Linked DNA regions of Rattus norvegicus: region 1 is linked to region 2. Evidence: chromatin contacts called from public Hi-C data. All regions are on one chromosome and are shown on one strand. The core of a region is the stretch at or near the end of the contact, and the rest is flanking DNA. Distances in the headings are between cores, read along the strand shown.

Region 1 (6,060 bases), core at 3,362-5,861, 180 kb before region 2:
GAAAGCAGCCTCAAGCAGGTCCTACAGAAAGCACTTCTATCATAGGAGAAGGTCCAATGCTGTAGTAGGAAGCGAAGGACAGTGATGACGATTATTCTGACCTGGTGTTGACTTCTGCTATTTAATATAGCTGTCTTACTTCTTAACAATAATGTACTGAAAATAAAATTATTTAAAATAAAGATCATTGTAAGATTAGGATTCAAAAGATAATATTTTGTTCAACTGTATACAGAATGTTTATGTTTTAAGTATTACAAAGGAATCAAAAGTTTAAACATTTTTAAAGATTTAAAAGTGGGAAAGTCTTGGCCAGGCATGATAGTCCAGGCCCACTGCTACTCAGGGGACTGAAGCAGAGGATTGCCAACTCGAGGCTATCTGGGATACCCTGAGATCCTGACTTCCCAAACAAAAGGGAATCAAGTTAAGCTTAATACATCACTGAAGTAAAACATGTTTTATCAATTAGGATGGCTGTAAGTGTACAATGCTTTTAAAAAACTCTACAGTAGTTCAGGAATGCTTAGGCCTTCCTGTTACTCTCCAACACACCCAGACTAGCTTCAATTCTGCAAACTCCACTCATGCTAAGGGTGTTTAAGGGTACACTGTGTCTATACTCTATGCTTACATACAAGTCCTCATCACTGTGTTACGACTATCAGGACTCAGTGTGCACTGGACACTCATGAAGTCTGAAAGCAACAGCACAAAGCACACACGTACATCAGGCTGTGCCATCCGGGTGTCTGTAGGCACAGCGTGATGGTCATCCAGGTGTCTGTAGGCACACTGTGATGGTCATCCAGGTGTCTGTAGGCACACTGTGATGGTCATCCAGGTGTCTGTAGGCACACTGTGATGGTCATCCAGGTGTCTGTAGGCACACTGTGATGGTCATCCAGGTGTCTGTAGGCACAGTGTGATGGTCATCCAGGTGTCTGTAGGCACACTGTGATGGTCATCCAGGTGTCTGTACGCATAGTGTGATGGTCACACACAACAAAATCTATCACATGGATGATTGATTTCTCCAAACACATCCCTACCGCTAACAAGGAACTCTAAGTATATATAGCTTGTGTAATCACTGCCTCCTGAATATGGGTTGAGTTCACTTTCTTTCAAAGTATCAAACTCAGCAATTGTAGGATGAGAGTATTCCATAGTCTAAGTTCTATTTTACTCACCTATCCTGCTGCTCACTGGCTTTCTCTGTCATGTTGTCAGCTGCTCTATAAAACTCATTACCTTAGCCCTACAACTTTCCAGGAACTCTTGGCCTTCCAATCTGGACATTAACCTAACCCAACACCCCATAATTCTAGCATGTTTTTGTCCAATAAGAACACTACACCCATAAAACAAAATAACTTAAAATGTTTCCATCTAAGACATTTGCCTACTTCTTATCCTTAAAAAAGCTCTTCCAGGACAAACAATGACTATAGTTTCAGTCAAATAATAGTCAACTAACAAGAACTCTTAGCTACTCAGTCCACAGCTAACGGAAACTAGACTTAGTGTTATACAAACAAATATGAAAGTGTAGGTTAACTAGTTTTTACGGTGGAGAATTTGTTAGGTACTCCTAACTGCAAAGTAACTCCGTAAGGCTGTTTCTTGTCTGCAGTCTGATGGATGAGCATACACATAAACCCCAGGAATGAATCCTAAGCAATCTGTGGTGAAGAGAAGCCATGACGGGAAACAAGCCTTCTTCTGTGTGGACCAACACTAAATGAGTGAAGTGATGCAGAAACAAACGTAAGTAGTTGATAGCTGGTCATCTGTGAGACAACATATTGCTTGATTTGGAAAGTAAACGGTCTCAGATGATTTATTAAATCAGACTCAGACCTTTCATTTAGCCTAAAGAAAAGGAAATTGTGTAGTGGCGCATGGCTGAAATCCCAGGGCTTGGGAGGCTGAGGCAGAACCTTGAGCCTGGCCAGACTTCTCTCAAGAAACAGAGAAAATGAGAACTAGGAAAGAAAGAAAAGCCAGACAAGAAAAAGAAATCCTATTTCATATAAAACAAGCAAGAGTCTTGACTTTTCATCTACGTAGCTGAAAGCCTACTTATAAGCGAATTCATCACACTCACTAGTTCTGCCTAATATGGAGCACAGACCCAGTAATCTGACCATTCCCAATGGGTTTCACACCACTGATCACTGTCCATTAATGGATCACAGACGCAATTTGCTACAAGTGAAGTGGAAAAGTATACAAACACACAAGCAAGGAAGGGTGCAGTTTCCATTTCCTCAAAGTTCTGATTGCACTGCAACATTACAAACTCTAAGCAATGGCTGAAATTAAAAAAAAAACAAAAACAAAAACAAATAAAAATCACTAGCTTTCCTTCTCCATGAGCTCCAGACTACTACCTTCTTCCCCAAACACCAAGTAACTTAGGAGCTGTGCCCTGCATACAAACCCACCTATAGATTATGGCTTAGGCTCTAAATCAAACTGCTGACTCAACGTCAATGTCTCACTACTTTACTTGAGAACTAGACTCACGTGTGCCTCGCTTTATCATCTGTAAAACGAGAATCGCAGTTCTCCTAAGTTCTAAGCTTACGTTTACAGAACTGAAGGAGTAACACCACTGAAATGCACAGCAAGAGGAGCTGGAGGTGTATGTAGCCCAGGGGTAAAGTGCTTTCCCAGCAAAAACAGAGTTCTGGTGCTCAGACAGCATCTCAAGACAGAAAGGGCGCTGCAGAGATGCTCTGAAGTTAATTAAACAGAGCTTACTCTTCCAGAGTAGCTGAGCACCCAAGCTGGGTGACCCACAACTACCTGTAACTCCAGCTCCAGGGAATTGCCCTCTTGTACCTACACAGACACACACAGACACAGACACACACACACACACACACACTCAAGAAAACTAACATTTAAAAGAGGAATTTTTGATACTTTTTTAAAAAGTGTGTCTTTTAATTTTGTATCTTTCTATCCTATTTGAATTTATAATATATGTGAAGTACAAACTTCAAAGGTACTTGTTTTAAAGTACATAACCTAATTAACCTTATTTAAAAAAAAAATCAACCAGAAGTATCAAGGCAGTGAGAGTATGGCCCTTCTGTTTTTGTTCTACATTTCTGTATTTTATAAAAAATATTCTGTGTTTCTAAAAGAAAACAACTACTTACTCAGAAGGGAGAGAGGCAAGAAAAGTAAAGTTCAGCATTTAGAAATCTGTGCCTATGTGCTGAGTTTCCCCGCCAGAAGACTTCTTCCTAAATCCTCACTCAAACAACCTATCATCTTTGTCTCTAAGAAAATGAGCTAGCTGAGACAAGGTAAATACACACTGGACCTCAAAGCTGATCTCTCTGTCCCTTATCATAGGCACACACTACCCTTATCACTATTGTCTCCGACTGGCCGGGGGTAGTCTCTCCAGATTGTCCACTTCTTTAGAAAAGGTGGAATTTGACAAACCCCATTGTCTTTCGTTGTGTTACTTAAGAATACGAGAGATTCTTGGACACTTGTTGAGTTACCCTACACTTCTTTCGCCCCGGACTGTCCGTACTCAAAGGACAAAACCGTGTCGTAAAAAACAAAACGAACTAGCACACGAACGACAAAGCTATTCCTAAAGCTACTCAAATCCAACTTGTCTCAGACACAACTCCGAACTGAAAAGGTTTTAAGTATGCCCACATCCACAGATGAGCGCTACACGGAGTTTGCATAAGTTGAAGTACCACTGTTGCAAACGCCAAGGAGTGAATTCACACCTCGCCCCCCTCCAACCCCCCCCACCACACACACGGACACTAAACTTCAGTTCTCAGGGTGAGGTGGAAAAGAACCACCAACAAGTCCCTACTTGTCCCACTACAACCTGTAACTTTTTTTTCCTAGTCCGACCACCCTCCCTCCGCTCCAAAACCCGTAAAACACGGTCTCAGACCTGCTGCGAAGTGCAGGGGAGAAGACTTTCGGCCGGCCATGTCCTTTGCATTCACGTTCGCTGCGTCCACCAACCTCTTCACCCGGGACACGTCCCCATTTCGACAAGCCTCCAGCAGCTCCCGCAGGGCCCCACTCACGGCTGGGACCCCCGGGCCAAGGCCCGCCGCCCCGGGTCCCAAAGTTGCTGTGGAGCCAACTCCGGCGGCTTCGGGACTCTCCGCTATGCTCGAGCCAGGGGAGGACGGAGAGGAAGACGAAGAAGAAGTAGGCGAAGAAGTGGACGACGCGGAGTTGTTACCGCCGCCGCCGGCTGGGCTGGGAGCGACCCCGACGGCGGCGGAAGCTGCCGGGGCCGCGGCCGTAGCAGCCACCGTGCAGACCGCGCCGTCCACCGGGTCCGGAGATCGCGGCCTGTCGGGCGGGTCCCGGCTGCCATCCCCCTCCGGCAGCGCCAGGCCGTGCCGCGGGGAGGCGAAGGGCGCCAGGCCGCCGGCCGTGGGAGAGGCCGGGGTAGGTCCCGGGGCCAAGCCCGGGCTGAGCGGCGGGGGAGGTGGCGGTGGCGGAGCCGAAGCCCCTGGGGCGGGCTGGAGCTGTTGCTGATGATGGTGGTGATGATGCTGAGAGCGACGCGACGCCGCCATCTTCCCACTCCCCCGTACTGTCACTGCGGCAACGGCGCCACCGCCCGCCCTCACTTCCGGATTCTGGACCAATCAGAAGTCAACATACCCGGAAATGATTCTTGCCGAAGTGGGTGGAGTCGGAGAGAAGAAGGGAAGTATTGGAAGCTTAGAGAACAACCAGCCTGGGGGCGTGGCTTAGTAGTTGAGAGACTGGCTTTGTGACGCCCTGGCGGGCTGGCAAGGCAGATTTGAAAGTTTTGGCGAGCCACTACCTGTCCGAGAAACTTCTGTCTTCCTTCCAAAGCGGGATTGCTTTGGACTGCTTCAGTCTTTTCCCAGGTGTCCGTCAGTCTGCGGTGTCTTACTTCAGAAGAAGCTATTAGAATGTAACTTGGTGCAAACATTTAGCAAAATGTCCTCGCCCGAAAATGGAATTAATAGTACCCACCTCACAAAATTGTCTGCAGAGATGAAGTGAGCTAATGCATACAAAACGCTCTGAAGAATACATAACTAAAATTAGCACATTGGGAATATTTTTAAATGAAGTGTTGGATCTGTACACCTTACTATCTCCTTTGGTCTCATTCAGAGACAGGACTGGAGGGAAGGATAACCTTATTCTCTAAGAGGGTATTTAACTCTTGCCACAAATGCCAAGGAGCGGAGACAGGATGCCTTTTTGCGCTGCTCTATCCAGTGCGCCTGTAATCTTAGAGGACGGGATTAACAGTTCAGAGACCTGCTTTACCTGTTATCTCCCAGCCAGCAAAGTGGAACAAAGAAGTCAGTCATCCCAGACTTTGGTCCTGTCTCTCAGGTCAGGTGGTCTTAATACTGGAGAAAGGAATACACACACACACACACACACACACACACACACACACACACACACGCTATCAAATAGCTCGGTGTTGGGGTCTAAGAGTCGGATTATTGAATGCACACCCTAATACTGGTCAGACCAGGGACATAGCTCAGAATCATCTGAACTACAACATCTTTTTATGTCAGCTTATAAAAGAAAAAACCACAATGAGCTCATACGCAGGTGCAGGAAGTTCTGCCTGGTGATCAGCTCTAACTTAAGCCATTTTTTTTGACATAACAGTTTATATTGACCTTTAATTTGATGAGCCCTACGTAAAGCTTTGAGGAATGTCTTAAGATTAACAAACCTCAGGACATAACAGAACATAACAGGGTCTGAAAAAAATAGCTCTGAGTGAAGCTATTTTTCTGTGTCAAAGGCTGGTAGGCATGTTACAGCAACAATATGAAATAGCTGGCAGGCATGGAACAAAATGTCTACAGCTATGCTGGGGAGAAGGGGCGGGTATTGTCGGACCACAGAGGCTTGCTTTGCTTGTTCAGAGTTAAATCTAACTTGGGGTGCCTTGAGAGGCATGCGAGTCTAAGTGGCATTGGGAGTATGCATACCTAGCTAGACAGAGACTAAGAAGGGACAGGGGCAAGCAATGGGGGAGGGGAA
Region 2 (5,884 bases), core at 2,770-5,269:
TTTCAGCCAGGGGTACAGCTGCATCTGGACAACCTGAGAGGGGGTAAATGGGGGATGTGGAACTCCAGTTGGTCCTCAGCATACATACCACAAGTTGGACTTCGTTACAATCATTGCTTTGGTTTGTCATGGGTTCTCCTTCTGGGGTAAGTAGGTGTGTGTGTGTGTGTGTGTGTGTGTGTGTGTGTGTGTGTGTGTGTGTGTGTGTGTGTGATATTTTCCCAGTTTTCAGCTGAACAGAGGTCTATAGTTATTCATAGGAATATAAACTTTAGCTGTCCTGGGGAAGATGCCCAAGGGTAATTGCTTGAATAACTCTTGGATGCTGGTGATGCGTTTGATATTTGGCTTTATGAGACCGTAGCGTGCCATTTCACATTCCTATTAGAGATGTATGAATGTTAAAAGTTGTTTTACCAGGTACGAACTGACATCACATTGTAGACTGAATGTGTCTGTGTGAGAATATGCATATTTGCGTGTGTAAATGTAGCTTGCCAGCATGTGAGGGGAGGTCAGAGGACAACCTTGGGTGTCTGTCCTGTCTTCTAACTTGCTTGAGACAGGTTCTCTTTGGTAGATTTCCACTTCATATGACGGGCTAGCTGGCCTGGGAGCTTTCAAGAATTTTCCTATTACTCCCTTTCTTGTCCCCATAGAAACACTTGGGTGATAGATTCTTATACTACGAAATCTGTTTTTAATGACTCTGGGGATTTGAACTCAAGTTATGAAGCTTGCATAGCCATCATTTTACCCGAGTTCCCATTTCCGGAGCCCTACATGTGTCTTCCCAATAGTCAACGGTGATGAAGGTATTTTAATGCTTATATTTTTTTTGTCTGTATCTTCTCTTTGATGGTGCATCTGTCCATATCACCCTTTGGTCACTTTATAACTAGATTTTTCAGTTTTGCTTTTAAAAGTTGTTTAACTGTGTGTGTGTGTGTGTGTGTGTGTGTGTGTGTGTGTGTGTGTGTGTACCAGAGTAAACGTACCTGAAGACACCAGAAGAAGGCACAGAACTTCCTGGAACTGGAATCATAGGTGGTTGTCAGCCATCCATTATGGGTGTTGGGAGCCGAAGTCAGTTCTTCTGCAAGAGCAATATGGACTCCTAAGTGCTGGGCCATCTCTCTAGCTCCGTGTTTTTGCTGCTGAGAATGTGCTGTGTTTGCCTTCCCTTGAGCCCCTCTCTTTGGAGAGGGAGAGCAGGCTTTCTACACAGTGCTGGTGGTCACCCTATAGGTGAAGCTGGCCTCAAACTTGTAGAGATCTTCCTGCCTCTGCTTCCCCAGTGCTGGGATAAAAGGCATGCACCACCACCACTCCCAGGCTTGGTGAGTTTTAAACCTTCTTTTTTTAAGCTCTAGACTCTGCTAGGTGTGTCTAACCTGTAGTCCTCCCCCCAGACCCCCCAGAACGCTATGAAAGGGAATCAACCCCGAATCCTAACTTATTTAAAGTCTTAGGAAGTGCGTGCGTGCGTGTGTGTGTGTTTGTGTGTGTGTGTGTTTCTTTCTTTTTGTTATTACTTCCTTTTCCTTTTCTTTTCCATTCCTTTTTTGTTATCTCGGTTGTTTGGTTCTCAAGCGTGGACTCGTAGATGGCGACCTTGTGTTCCAGTGTCAAAGGTTGGACACGCCTGTCAGCCCTTTGTCAGTCACAGGATGACAGACATTTCCTCTGAGGCTGGAGCTTGTCTTTTCATTTGCTTAACTGGGTCTTTCATAGCACGAAAGTTTTTCACTTTGATGAAATCCAATTTATTTTGTTCTTTCATGCCTTGCCCTTTGGTGTCGTGTTTAATAACCTTTCTCCCAACCCGCAGGCCTGAATCTTTTATGTTTTCTTCTCAAAGTTTGCTGGCTCTACTCTTACATTTAAATCTGTTTAAATTGAACACACCCTTCTAGTTCTACATTTAAATCCATAATCCGTTTTGAATTAGTTTCTGTATAAGGCATGAGAGGTCGCGGTTCGTTCTCAATGCCTTTTCATATATTAAGGCTAATTAAAGTTCTATAATTAAAGGCATTTATTTTTAAGTTTAACAAAAGTTGTGGAATGTGTTCATCTATTCATACAATGCTTTCTGCATCTAGGGCATAGCTTGGGTCCTGCGTGTAGGCGGAGTCTCCTTTAGGAAGTGGGATTGAGGCGTTTGTTTGTGTACGCCCATTATTTATTTGTTCATACATCTTCAGAGCTGTGCTCTGTGGAGAGCCTTTAGGAAACAGAGAGTAAACAGGCCAAGAAACTGAGGCAAGGAGCCACGCAAGCAGAGGGATGGTTAATCCCCATCAAAACTCATGTGGACTCTTGGATCCCAGTGCGAGGGTGCTGGGAACTAGAGCATGCTGGGAAGTGGCATTAAGAGACAGAGACCTTGCAAAGAGACTGTTCTCTGGGTGATGGGAATGAGTGCATCACTTGGAGTATACACTTTTGCTTGCCCTACTCAGTGCAAAATGAGATCCTCGCCAGGAGCCAATCAGATGCAGGCATGGTGTGATTGGACTCCCCAGCCTGTAGAACCGTTAGTGTGAACGCACCTCTGTTCTTTGTAAGTCATCACGCCTCAGTCTCTGGGTCTACTGACAGAGCACTGACAGCTAAGATCTGCCAGAAGTCTGAAGGACAAATAGCCAAAAGCCTGAAGAAGAGGATAACGGAGAGCTCTCAACCACTGAGATGAGAGAAGGCTGAGATAAAGCATCTCCTAATAGATGGAAGCCGTTGGTGCCCAGCCTGCATGATGATGACAGTTTTCTTTCACTCCCTGAGAAACCCAGCTTGTCAGTGTCTAACAGAAGCTTGCTGTGTTTATACACACATGCACACACATATTTTTTAAATGTGTTTCTTAAATGTAAAGATGTTTCCTTGTCGGCCCAAGTGTTGGGGGTGAGACATATGGTCACAGCAACACATTTGGTCAGATCATTGTAGTGTGCCATGTGTTACTCTGTGTTTCACGTCGTCTCTGGTGACTTAAGAATGGCCCCTGTCCTCGGCCTTGTCTCAGCTCACTGAGGCAGTGCGTGTGAGACATGCAGCCCGCATGCCCAGGTCAAAGGCATTACTGAGTTTTGTTCTGCAGAATTGATCTTCCTGCTACAGCCTGGTCCTCACTGTGGAAGACATTACCAGTGTGTATCAACTTTCAGTACATTCTTCTTGGGTTTTTGCCTCTCCTCTCTTTTTTTTTTTTTTTTTTTTTTTGGTTCTTCTTTTCGGAGCTGGGGACCGAACCCAGGGCCTTGCGCTTCCTAGGCAAGCGCTCTACCACTGAGCTAAATCCCCAACCCCTTCTCCTCTCTTTTAAGACAGGGACACTGACACACAGAGCCAGGCTGAAGTGTGAGAGTCGTGCTTCACAGTCCCTTTGACTAATCATTTAAGAACCAGCATGAGCCTGATTCCCTTCCTGAAGCATGTCAGTCTCCTTCACAAACAGGGATTCTGCCACTCAGGAATGTCCCTATTTACTTCCAACTCTCATCCCATTTCTGGTCATTTACAGAAAGCAAAACAGAACAACCCAGGTTGTTCATAATCCACAATATACGTGATGCTTCAGGAAAATTCTGAAAACCAGCAAAGCAGGCATTTAGAATGTGGGCTTCATATCCCACAGCTCCAAAATTACACATAATGGCAGGCTCCCAAGGCCAGCTCACAAAAGCCTACTTATCTAGCTCTGCAGACAAACCACAAAGAGTGATGGGTTTCTATCGGAATGCATGGCTTACACTGACTGGGAAGTCAAGAGGCAGAGTAAAGTAAGCCTTGAGCTTGCTTCTACCTCACTGTTAGGATTTGGAAGCTAGGTATCAGTGAGTCACCCCGTAGAATGAGAGATCAGAGGTGCTTGCTAAGTCATCTCTCAAATCCTAGGATGCTCCAAAGGAACAGATCATTCTAATTTAGTTCTATGGACGCAGTGTCTCAATTCAGTAGCCTCAACCAAGCATGGGAATGTTTGTATCATTGGGATCCGGTGAACGAGCATCCTGATTGGTCACTGTAGCACAGGGGTGTGGCATTAGACATGGATAGGCAGGGTGTAGCCACAGCTGGGGCAGGACTGAACAATGGCAGCATTGGACTTCAGGTTATCTAGGACGGAAAGGAACTTCAATCTACCTTGATTGCAGTTAGACCTGAATCTTTGTTTCTCTTTCTCTTTTCTATCTCTCTGCTCCCCAGGTACCAACTAACACAATAGACCAGGACATGATGCAAAAGATGAAAATTAAGAGAGATTGCCTTTTGAAATTTGTGTTTCTTCTTGAGTTGAGGGTCTCACAGTGGTAGTCCAGACTGACCTTGAACTCCTAGACTCTAGAGTCTCTCATGCCCTAGGCCTCTGAGCAGCTATGTCTGCATTGTGCTCCAAAACGACCAGACAGAAAAAGAAAGAGAGTGGGGGAAGGAAAGGGGAAAGGGAAGGGGGAGGGGGAGAGGGAGAGAGAGAGAAGAGGAGGGAAGGGAAGGGGAGGAGGAGGGGAAGAGGGAGGGAGAGAGAGAGAGAGAGAGAGAGAGAGAGAGAGAGAGAGAGGAAGCCTGGACAAATTCTATGATAGTTGTGTGCTTATCTCTGTTTTCTTTCTTTTTTTAATCTAAAATTTTTTTGTGTGCTGGCTACTCTTATGTCTATTCGACCCAAGTTACAGTGATCTGGAACAAAGAGCCCTCAGTTGAGAAAATGCCTTCATACGATCTGGCTGTAAGGCATTTTCATTTTCTTAATTAGTGTAGATGGGGGAAGGTCCAACCCATTGTGGGCTGGTGGTCCTGGGTTCTATAAGGAAGCAGGCTGATGAAGAGAGACCATCTTGTACATTCTATGGATACCTCACCTGCCAATCATAAAGCCTATGGTCTATGGTTTAGGCAGGAAAGAGAGGTGGGACATTGGGGGGAGAAAGAATTGTGGGAGAGTAGAGGTGGGAAGAGGAACCGGAAAAGATGTGAGGAGATGGACCAGGGCACAGGTAACCAGCCACGTGCAAGATGTAGGCTAAAACAAGTGGGTTATCTTCAGTTATGGTCTAGTCAGAGCAGAGCCTAGCTGTATGGTCAATGTATTTGCAAATATAACTTGAGTCTGAGTCTTATTTCTGGAAGTTTGGGGCTGGGAGGCAAAACCAGGGCCTAACCTTGACATGGCTGAGCAAGCCATGGGAGCAAGCCAGTAAGCAGCACCCTTCCGTGGCCTCTGCATCAGCTCCTGCCTCCAGGTTCCTGTCCTGTTCGAGTGCCTGTCCTGACTTCTTCCATACAGAACGGCAAGCAATATGGACGTGTAAGCCACATAAACCCTTTTCTCCCAACTTGTGTTTTGGCCATAGTGTTCCATTGAAGCAATAGAGGAACCCTAAGACACCTGGTATCTATTATTGTCCCTATTTAGCTGATGGGAAGGGAAACCTGGTAGGTTCCCCAAGCAAGGGACCCTGCTGGAGGTCAGATAAAAATGTTACTCTACTCTACCCTACTCTACTCTACTCTACACTACTCTACTCTCTCTACTCTACTCTACTCTACTCTCCTTCATTGTAGGATGATGTCATTATGCAGCAAGGCGGGTCCGGGATAAAGTGAAGCCTATCATTGGATGAGAAGAAGGGTAGGCGGGGAAAAATTCTAAGAAGGAGAGAGGAGGAGGAACGAGAGAAATCAAGATGGAGACAACAGAGCAGGATGATCCAAATCCAGGTGTCTAGGTGGATGGTTTCTATTTTTAATTAATCAACGGTGAATTTATTGTGTGGATGTATTGTAGATTGAGTACTTAACATATAAATCTAATTACTAAACTACAAGTTTCTGGAACTTTGATTTTACCCGCCGAGGGGACAGTGCAGCTGGTAGAGAA

Evidence for each region. Hi-C and Micro-C count contacts between places; a contact is called where the count stands out from the background.
Region 1: a contact with region 2 is called in a Hi-C map of Schwann cells, with 10 times the contacts expected there. The contact joins the promoter of Tnks here to the enhancer-like site in region 2. A contact is called at or near these places in 7 of 12 Hi-C or Micro-C datasets (Schwann cells, frontal cortex, kidney and 3 more).

What each region holds. Positions count from the first base shown.
Region 1 is chr16:63,926,880-63,932,939 of GRCr8, reverse strand. Tnks (tankyrase) reads right to left here and starts at 4,611. Exons shown (of 27, transcript NM_001106084.2): 1 at 3,944-4,611. The coding sequence starts at 4,586.
Region 2 is chr16:63,745,341-63,751,224 of GRCr8, reverse strand. No RefSeq gene overlaps it. Among named protein-coding and RNA genes, the nearest start is that of Tnks, 180 kb to the left of the region's middle. Within about 2 kb of position 4,019, at least 9 of the 93 cell types and tissues checked have an H3K27ac peak or open chromatin away from gene starts, as enhancers often do. A contact at or near this core is called in Schwann cells, where this site is marked.